Linked DNA regions of Canis lupus: region 2 is linked to region 1. A link is a contact called in public Hi-C data. All regions are on one chromosome and are shown on one strand. Each heading gives the region's core, a stretch centred on a gene start, on an enhancer-like site or on the middle of the called end of the contact. The rest is flanking DNA. Distances are from core to core; before and after follow the strand shown.

Region 1 (4,925 bases), core at 1,032-3,531:
GACTCGATCCAGGGACTCCAGGATCACGCCCTGGGTCAAAGGCAGGCGCTGAATCGCTGAGCCACCCAGGAATTCCCCTCCTTGGATTTTTTAAAAAGATTTTATTTACTTACATGAGAGAGAACACAGAGGGAGAGGGAGAAGCAGACTGTCCCCTGAGCAGGAAGCCTGACTTTGGGCTCGATCCCAGGACTCTGAGATCACGACCCGAGCCGAAGGCGGATGCTTAACTGACTGAGCCACCCAGGCATCCCCTACATGATTCCTTTTAAAAATAGTTTTAGAACTGTAGGAAAGTGGCAGTGATATTAATGTTGGGTTTCCATATATCACACACGCAGTTAAGCTTGTGCACTCGGCTGACCATGTACTTGCCAGGTTTCTCCACTCTGAATTTACCTGTTCCCACTCTTGGGTGTACTCTTTGGAAGGAAGTAACTATGCCCAGCCCTCTCTTCTAAGAGTGAAGAGTATGCTCCACCTCCTTGAGGAGGCAGTACCTTCACAGATTATTTGGAATTCTTCTGTAAGACAGATTTTTCTATTCTGCCTCAAGTCCCACCATTCTTAGTTTCAGGCAAGAGAATTTTTAAAGTCACTTTGGGGATTTTTTTTTCTATACCAATAGGAGAAACCATGATTTGAACTAGATTACTTGATTTTTTTTTTCTTCTTTCTTTTTTTTCTTTTTTTCTTTCACCTTTTTGTCTGGTCACCTACCACATTATCTCATAGCCGGAAAGGCTGTGGATAGCATGTAACAGAGCTCCAATTATTTTCTTCTTTCCTTATCTCTTTATTATATTCTTGACTTTTCTCCTTGGCTAAAACTGAATCATCTGCTTTTACCTGATATGTAGAGGATGGCTCTGGGATAATGTTTCATCTTTTTAGCACAACATATCCCACTGTTTCTACTAAAATCCTCATACATTTTTTTGTGTTCTTCCAAATGGCAGATACTGGAAAACAAGAAATCTATAGAGAAGCTGAAAGATGTTATTTCAGTGAATGCCTCAGAATTTTCAGAGGTAAAGCTGCCTATAATTTCTGCAAGATGTTCATAGGTTTAATAGTTTTGTTGAAGAGCAAACATTTGATCTGTGCTAGAATATGCAATAAATGAAAACTGTATGTTTCTAGTTGGGAAGGTGTAATACCCTTCCTTTAGAATTTATTCACTAATAGGAGTGTTTTGCATTAGGTTCAAATTGCCCTTAATGAAGCTAAACTTAGTGAAGAGAAGGTGAAGTCTGAATGCCATCGAGTTCAAGAAGAAAATGCTAGGCTTAAGAAGAAGAAGGAACAGGTAAAGAAAAGTTAACGTCCTAGATTGTGTGAATTAGGGGACCTGAGTATCATTACTTCTTGAGTATCTTTTCTCAGATCTGTTTTTAAGGAAATGAAATATGTATGCAGAATTCTATTCTTAGATGTGCAAAGTTTTAAACTCCCAAAATTGAGTGCATGTATATATTCTCCATCTGTTCTGAATTAAGATCTTTTCTATAATTTCTTATAGCTATCAGAATGTAATGTAGTCTTTGTCTTATCAAATACCAACCAGTTATTCATTTGAATAGTGTCAGTAAGATGATTTGCTTTTGACCAAAGAATTTGGTATTTATAACCCTCCTTTGAGTAATTACTGTTCACCAACCAAAGTAAGGTTACATGACCTGCAGTGTGGACATGGGAGATAGTGAGATGTGCTCCTTTGTCCCTATTGAAGTGAATTATTTGAATTGGCTGCAATTTTCTGAAGGATACAGTAAACTGGATGGACTTCCTTGAGAGTTGTTGTATTCTTACTGCAGTTCTTAGGATCGGGGCCACTCTCCCCTGTCCCTTCACCAAGGCTTCAGTCCATAATGACAGGTCAAAGTGTAGCATGACTCCCTGTTTCCCGGTCTTATTCACTTGGCCCTGAAATGTTCAGTGCAAAAGCCCTATTGGAAATTCATGTGTTTTTTTAGTTGCAGCAAGAAATCAAAGATTGGAGCAAATCACACGCTGAGCTCAGTGAGCAAATCAAATCATTTGAGACATCTCAGAAAAATTTGGAAGTAGCTCTTACTCACAAAGATGATAATATTAATGTAAGTTCATTCGCTTGAATACATACTTAATTCTCCTGAAATCTGCTTGAGAAGCTCTTTCTAATACCCTTTTGCATCTTTTCTAGGCTTTGACTAATTGCATTACCCAGTTGAATCGGTTAGATTGTGAATCTGAATCTGAGGATCAGAGTAAAGGAGGAAGTGAGTTAGATGAGTTAGCAAATGGAGAAGTAGGAGGTAAGTTCAGTTTCAGGGAGGTTGGACCTCTTTTTGTGTTCCTGTCTTTAAGTACACTGATGCTCCTCTTTGGACTAACTTCCTCTTTAAAAAAATCTATTTATTTTAGAGAGAGAGAGAGAGAGAACGAGCAGGGGGAGGGGCAGACTCCCCATTGAGCAAGGAGCCCGAGGCAGGGCTTGATCTCAAGGCCCCGAGATTATGACCTGAACTGAAGTCACGAGCTGGGCACTTAAAATGACTGAGCCACCCAGGTGCCCCTGACTAACTTCCTTTTAAGTGTTAGAGCTGTAGGTGTTTATCTGTATGCACTGGACAGAGGTGGGTTGCAGGGCTGTGACATAGCAGTGGGTGTGCAATGAATGTGGACTCTGCTTTTCCATCCCACCGAGGACTGCTTGTGTGTGTATGTACTGGAGCTGGGACCGGCATAGTTGTGACTTATACCTCTAAGTGTAAACACGGTTCAGTAGAAGAAATTTATTTCTCCCTCAGTGCTGTGGGGATGACAGTTGAATTTGGTTGTCATCATCTCTGTAGCTCTGCAGTTATAGAGCCTACAACCAATTTCAAGAGGACTGAAGTGCTGGGGGCCATACACTAGGGCCGTGAGAGTGGAGCTAAAGGGTAGCAGTGTTTACTGATAAGGGACCTGTTTCTGGACACTGTTCCAAATTGGACATTCCTTGCACAATGGGCATTTTCAGCCACACCTGGTAGCAGATTTAAGGGATGAGCAGAAGATTAAGTCTTTCTATATGAGATACCTGACCAGGGGTATGTAGATCTGAGGGAGAAGAAAGAGCCTTAGTTCACACATCCTTTCTTGTTTGAGAATGGCACAGATGGCATTTTTCTTATATAAACTGGGAATTCACTTTTTGAATCTAAGTTTGCAATTCTCTGAAAAGTCACGGAGCTTAATTACTTTTCCTGGTTGATTTGTTTTTCCTTTGAATGTTTGAACATGGCAGTTGTTTAGTTTGGAGGAAATCAAGAAAATAGAGTTAAAAAGCAAAAGAGGAAAATGCAATTAAAGTCTTTTGTATTTTAGGTGACCGGAGTGAGAAAATGAAAAATCAGATTAAGCAGATGATGGACATTTCTCGGGTATGATCTTTTTTGTGGAGTACCCTAAGTGCCTGTGAATGCTCATCGTGCCTCCTTTGTAAGGATAGTTCTCTCTTTCGGAATTTTTAGACACAAACTGCAATATCGGTAGTTGAAGAGGATCTAAAACTTCTGCAGATTAAGCTTAGAGCCTCAATGTCTACTAAATGCAACCTGGAAGGTAGGCTGCTTCCTGAAAAGAAAGTGCTGATTCTTACCCTTTGCAGACTAGCACACACTGCTCAACTGTTTTATCCTTTACAGACCAAATAAAGAAATTAGAAGATGACCGTGATTCACTGCAGTCTGCCAAAGCCGGCCTGGAGGACGAATGCAAAACCCTGAGGCAAAAAGTGGAGATTCTGAACGAACTCTATCAACAGAAGGAAATGGCTCTGCAAAAGTAAGATGTTCATGTTTCGTCATTAGCAGTCTTGCCGTGTAAGTGAATGTGTGAACTGTTGGACAGAATTTTGTCTTTTTAAAAGATTATTTGTAGGGTTTTTTCTGTCTGCAATTTGTAGAAGTTTGTCTTTCTTCCTTTCTTGTTTCCCATAATTTGCATTTTTCTTTCCATTGGAATCAGTTGTCAGAAATTGTTGCCTGTACTTTGTTTGGCAAGTAGTGGTTTACTGGTGTGAATGATTACCACCGAGACGTGCTCCTTGAGGATCCACTTCATTTCGTGGCTCCATGGCATACTTCACTTTCCTTCTTGATCATCCTATGTGTTCTAATACTCCTTGATCCAGCTTTTCAGAATCGGAGTGGTTTGTAAGACATGATGTTTAATAGAATAAATACTCCAAATGGAATATTCAGTAATTTGGAGATATCCTAAATTTTGGACCTTTAGTTAGATTCTCAGATTAAATGTTACATACTGTAATCATGGTGAGGATATTTGGAGTTTTAAATATAGACATGCCTGTTTAGTATGTATATTTAGGTATTAATTTTCTGAAATCTACATCTCAAATTTGAAGTTAGGTGTATGTTTTTAAAGATGCACTTTTATAGTTCTAAGTTTTTTTTCTCCACCAAAATATCTGAATTCTCTACAAATAGGTTGGCAGTGGCAGTGGCTGTTCATGATTGGTCTTGTTCTTTACTCTGGCATATATCTACCTCAGCCTTTGAGAAGGCTTATCCTGCTGAGCAAAGTTAATCTTTTTTAAGTGCTCAGGCTATTACTTGATGCCACGAAACATCGAAAGCATACCACTAATGTTTTCTCTGATCCTTTGCTCACCATGCAGTCAGTTTAGATTTTCCAGATTTCGTTCAGGCCAGTTATAAATACTTGGCCTATTTCAGAGAAATATTTCTAATTTCATAACTTTATTAAAATTTTTTGAATTTTTTTATTCTTTAAAGATTTTATTTATTTGAGAGAGAGAAAGCACAAAGGGAGAGTGAGAGGGAGAAACAGACTCCTTTCTGAGCAGAGAGCCTCATATAGGGCTCAATCCCAGGACCCTGAGATCATGACCTGAGCCAAAGGCAAATACTTAACCA
Region 2 (4,948 bases), core at 585-3,084, 47 kb after region 1:
AGTTCCCTGGTAACGAAGGAAACCTCATTTGTCCAATTCACTTACCCAAGCACCTTAAATCAAGTGTCTTAAGGGCGGCCCCGGTGGCTCAGCGGTTTAGCCCCTTCAGCCCAGGGCATGATCCTGGAGACCCCGGATCGAGTCCCCTGTGGGGCTCCCTGCATGAAGCCTGCTTCTCCCTCTGCCTCTCTCTCTAATAAATAAATAAAATCTTAAAAAAATAAAAAGTGTCTTAAGCATTAAGGGAGCAGTCAGGATTTGGAGTAAAAAAAAAAAAAAAATCCCGATTTCAGGTCCTGTAGTTTTAGGACCCCCCCTCCTGCCCCCGTTAATCCGTTTAACCTGAGCTTCAGTTTCCTCATTTTGCAAAATGAGACTCATTTTCTAAGTAGTTGCAGAAGCGAGTGAGATCACATGAAGATGCAAGACCAACGCTAGTACTTGTTACTACACCTGGCAGCATGGGGCCCAGAGCTCGGCTTTTGGGGGGGGGGGGGGGGGCCCGGGATGACTTCAGAAAGTCATCTCTGAAACGACAAGTCAGTAGCACCGTGGAGTACAAAACTCCTGCACGCTTAAGTGATCTTAATGGTCAAATGGAAACAAGTAGCTACGGTAGAGAAAGGAAAACCAATTTAAAGGTTCCAGGTCTCCATCGCATATTATTTCCAGAAGACACTGGAGCAGGGGGAGGTGGGGGGGAGGTATCACTCAAGAGGATGCTGACCTCCGTCACACCTCAACCAAGAAGCAATTTAACGGCAGCAGCAGCAGCTTGCCCCCGATTGCATTTCAGCAGGCAGTTCTTATTTGCAGCAAAAGGTGCGAGAAAGTAAGCATGGAGATTTTTCTTCTTTTTTTTTTCGGGAGGGGCGGGGTGGCGGGGCGTAGCCAGCGAGGCTGCAAGCAATCGGACCTCGGGTCAAAGATCAAAGAAACTGGTACCCAGAGGGTCCCCCGCGGCCGGACATGCGACGCGGGAGCAGGGGCCCGCGCGCGGTCTGCGGATCCCGTCCGCTCTCCGCCGTTCACATCCTGCGCCGGCTCCACCCAAAGCAACCGAGCGAGAGCGAGAGCGAGAGCGAGAGCGAGGGGGTGGGTGGGAGCCACACACTCGGCCGAGCAAATAACAGTCCCAGAAACCGAAAGGGAGTCGAGGTGGGCTGCGACGACGCGGCTCGGCCGGACGAGGGGGGCGGGGAAGGGGCGCCGGGGCGGGGGGGGGGGGGGGGGGGAGGCGGGAACCCCAGCGCCGGCCGGCGGGGCGCCCCCCCACACCCCCCGCGCCCGGGAGCAGCGAGCACCGGCCCGCGCGGGGGCCACGCATCCGCGGAGCGTGGGCGGGGAGCGCGCCAGCATCCCTCCGGGCGGACCCGGGGCACAGGCCCCCGAGGGGCGGCCTGCGAGGGCGGGAGGGAGGGGCCACCTGTTGAATGGACCCGGCCCGCGGCGGGGGAGGCGGCGGGGGAGGGCGAAGCCCGGGCAGCGCCCGCCGTCCGCAGGGCAGCTCGGCCGCGCCCGCGGGGGCCCCGCCCCGGGCAGCGACCCCGCCGGCCCGCTCCCGCCCGCTCACTCACATCTGATACTCGTCTATCGCCTCCACCAGCTGGCCCCAGGAGTCGAAGTCGGCGCCCCTCCTGAAGCTGGCGCCCCAGCGCTGCAGCAGACTGCGGGTCACCTCCGACATGGCCGGCGCCCGCCCGTCCCCGCGAGCCCGGGCTCTAGGGCGCCATCCTCCCCGGGCCCGGCCCCGACATCAGCAGGGCCAGGACGCACCGCTCCGGCCACCGCCGCCACCCGCCGAGGAGCCGCCCAAGCCCATTCGCAGCCGCAGCCAAACTTTGCGGCTCCGAAGCGCCCGCCCCGCCGCGGCCCCGCCCCCGACGCCCCGCCCCGCCCCGCTCCCGCGAGGGCCGCCATCGCTACCGAGGCGTCCCTCTCCGGCTCGCGGGGCCGCGCCGCGTGCCGCTCCTCCTCCCCGGAGGAGACGCTGCAGCAGCTCGCAGAGAAGAGTGCGGAAGAGGAGCCGGGCCGGGGCGCAGGGACGGCGCGACCCCGGGGCGCCCCCGCCCCTCCGCGGCGCGCACTGCCGCCTCGGTAGCTGTCATGGCGGCCCGGGCCACGTGACCGCGGCTCGGCGCAGGCCGCTCGGGCTCGGCCTCCCTCCCCTTCTCGTCCGCCGACTCGGATCCTGCCTTTCTTCCCTCCGGAAGACGGCCGCACCGACTCCCGAGAAACCCGGTAAGTCTGTCATGAGAATGGGCGTTTCCCAGGAACACCCCCGCCCCCCGGCGTTATCCCCGGAGCCCCGAGCGGCAGGGCCCGCCCCCCCTGTGCAGTCTCCATAGACTCCCGGAGAGTGGTCCAAAAAAAAAAGTCTGCTTTTAATGCCTTGAAAGAAAATGCATGTCGGCGCCGCGAATCGACCGTATGAACAGTGAGGTTCGCCGAATCCCCGTGCCCGCGTCTCCGCTGGCAGCGGGGATACTAAAGCTAAGTGGGGGGGGGGGCTGGGTCCGCCGTCGGCTGCCCGCCTCTCCCGGGCGGAACCTATCGGCTTTCCACGAAAATGCCTGGTGGGAGCAGAGGCGCCGAGGCTTGGCGCCTGCGCAGTATCGCCGCGCGCCGCCCCCGGGGGTCGGGGCTCGGCCGGAAGAGGCGGGGGATAAACCGGAAGTGGGCGCTCGGAGCTCGGGGGTGGCGCTCAGGTAGGTTCCTGGGGGGCCAGGGCCTCGCCAGCGGGGGTCCCGTTCAGCCCGTCGGTCATCGGAGGCCGGGGAGGTGGCCCCGCGGGCACCCTTGCCCCTGCGGGAGGCTGTGTCGCTGTCGTCCCCACCCTGCGAAATTCCTGGAAACGGGAATGGCAGGTCTCGGAAGGGGCAAGGTGGGGTCCGGGCGGAGAGTACGGCTCTTAAGCCCTCTTGGTTCCTGGAGTAAACATCCCCACGGCCGCGTCCAGGAAGTGGAAATCCGCCTGGAAAGGGTGTTTGTAGGGAGTTTGCGGTCACGAAATCAAGTCTGGTGTGCCATTCTCCCCGGAAGGCTTGGTTGATGTGCACGTACAAAGAGCTGTATTGATTTAACTTCTAAAGCTGGTTTACACGGATGTTTAGAAGATTATAAATATTCCTTCTTTTTTTTTTTTTGAGATTTTATTTATTTATTCATGAGAGACACAGGCAGAGGGAGCAGCAGGCTCCACGCAGGGAGCCCGACGTGGGACTCGATCCCGGGTCTCCAGGGTCACGCCCTGGGCCGAAGGCGGCGCTGACCCGCGGAGCCGCCCGGGCTGCCCTGAAGATCGTAAATATTCTTAAAAGAACTTGTTAAATGTCTTGAGCCATAAGTGAACTCGCTCAGTTTTTCGTTGAGTATACAATGCATCGGCCCTCTGGTGCTCTCCCACATAAATATTCTCAGGGAGGTGCTCGAGGAGGTATTTCGTACACCGTGCAGCCTACGGTTGTGTGCCCCCCCCCCCCCCCCCCAAGAAAAGTGCATCAACAACATTGTATGATGCCTTTAAGTAAATTAAACCTTATCAGGATTTCTTGTCTCTGACTTCCCGGAATCTACTGGCCACATTTACATGTTCTGCTAGACCTTCCTGTGTTTGCATTATCTACCCAAGGACTTGGAGGCAAGTGACACGCTTTTTTTTTTTTTTTTCCTCCATAAAAGGAGTGGAACTTTTTTTTTTTTTAAAGATTTTATTTATTTATTCATGAGAGGCACACAGAGAGAGGCAGAGGCACAGGCAGAGGGAGAAGCAGGCTCCATGCTGGGAGCCTGACGTGGGACTGATCCCAGGTCTCCAGGACCACACCCAGGACCCAGGGCCCAAGGCAGGTGCTAAGCTGCTGAGCCCCCCCACCCCCGGCTGCCCAAAGGAGTGGAATTTATTTATTTATTTACTTGAGAGAGTGTTTACAGGGGGAGGGGCTCAGGGATGGAGAGAGAGAGTCCTGAGCAGGCTCAAGGCTCAGTGTGGAGCCCATCTGGTGCCCATCTCGTGACTGGATCTCACCACCCCGAGATGATGATCTGAGCTGAAACCAAAAGTCGGACACTTAACCACCAGGAGCCCTTAGGACTATTCTTTTTAAGTTGGCATTTCACTTAGGTAGTTTTTCGAGTATTTTGGGTTTTATAGAAGTTATTGATCAAGTATTGTGTTTTTTTATTCATGGAAGTTCCGATTTCTATTAGCTATTCTGCGGGAAGTATATTTATTGTGGAAACACGGGCTGTAACCAGTGAATTGGCATCGGCAATCCTGTGTTGGAAATAATAGTTAATTTAAAACCTATTTCAGGGATCCCTGGGTGGCACAGCGGTTTGGCGCCTGCCTTTGGCCCAGGGCGCGATCCTGGAGACCCAGGATTGAATCCCACGTCGGGCTCCCGGTGCATGGAGCCTGCTTCTCCCTGGGCCTGTGTCTCTGCCTCTTTCTCTCTCTGTGTGTGTGACTATCATAAATGAATTAAAAAAATAAATAAAACCTATTTCAGGTAACCTTAGCAGTCTATATAAGGATTATCTGTACCTGTGTATGTCATGTATGCATATATATGCTTTTATTGTATGTGTATATGTTTGGTAAACTTCTAATTTTTTTTTATGCATATCCTTTTACGTTTATAGGAGACAGCTGGAGAAAATGACACATTGGTTTCATAGGAACCCATTAAAAGCCACAGCTCCCGTTGCTTTTAACTACTATGGTGTAGCTGCTGGTCCTGCCGCTTCAAAAATTTGCAGGTTAGTTTTAGTCCATCTCAGATACTGATGGAGCCACTTTTGGATACAAGGTACTTTGTTAGGTGTCATGGGCAATATAGAAGTATATAATACATTACCCTACCCTTAGATTCCTTATAAACTTATAAATGACTTGTGAAGAGTGAAATCCTAGATTATTTAAACTTTGGCAGTCGTCTAGGCTGCA

What was found. Hi-C and Micro-C count contacts between places; a contact is called where the count stands out from the background.
Region 2: a contact with region 1 is called in a Hi-C map of blood, with 2.8 times the contacts expected there. The contact joins the promoter of AIDA here to the enhancer-like site in region 1. A contact is called at or near these places in 4 of 9 Hi-C or Micro-C datasets (amygdala, blood and skin fibroblasts).

What each region holds. Positions count from the first base shown.
Region 1 is chr38:17,617,665-17,622,589 of UU_Cfam_GSD_1.0, forward strand. It overlaps MIA3 (transport and Golgi organization protein 1 homolog), which reads left to right. Exons shown (of 28, transcript XM_038586204.1): 12 at 960-1,031; 13 at 1,205-1,309; 14 at 1,977-2,099; 15 at 2,186-2,297; 16 at 3,352-3,407; 17 at 3,498-3,588; 18 at 3,672-3,810. The region is part of intron 1 of LOC119868053 (a long non-coding RNA gene); the gene reads right to left. Among named protein-coding and RNA genes, the nearest start is that of MIA3, 45 kb to the left of the region's middle. Within about 2 kb of position 2,282, at least 2 of the 20 cell types and tissues checked have an H3K27ac peak or open chromatin away from gene starts, as enhancers often do. A contact at or near this core is called in blood, where this site is marked.
Region 2 is chr38:17,665,364-17,670,311 of UU_Cfam_GSD_1.0, forward strand. It overlaps AIDA (axin interactor, dorsalization-associated protein), which reads right to left and starts at 1,835. Exons shown (of 10, transcript XM_038586208.1): 1 at 1,578-1,835. The coding sequence starts at 1,687. BROX (BRO1 domain-containing protein BROX) reads left to right here and starts at 2,087. Exons shown (of 13, transcript XM_038586206.1): 1 at 2,087-2,241; 2 at 4,645-4,761. The coding sequence starts at 4,661.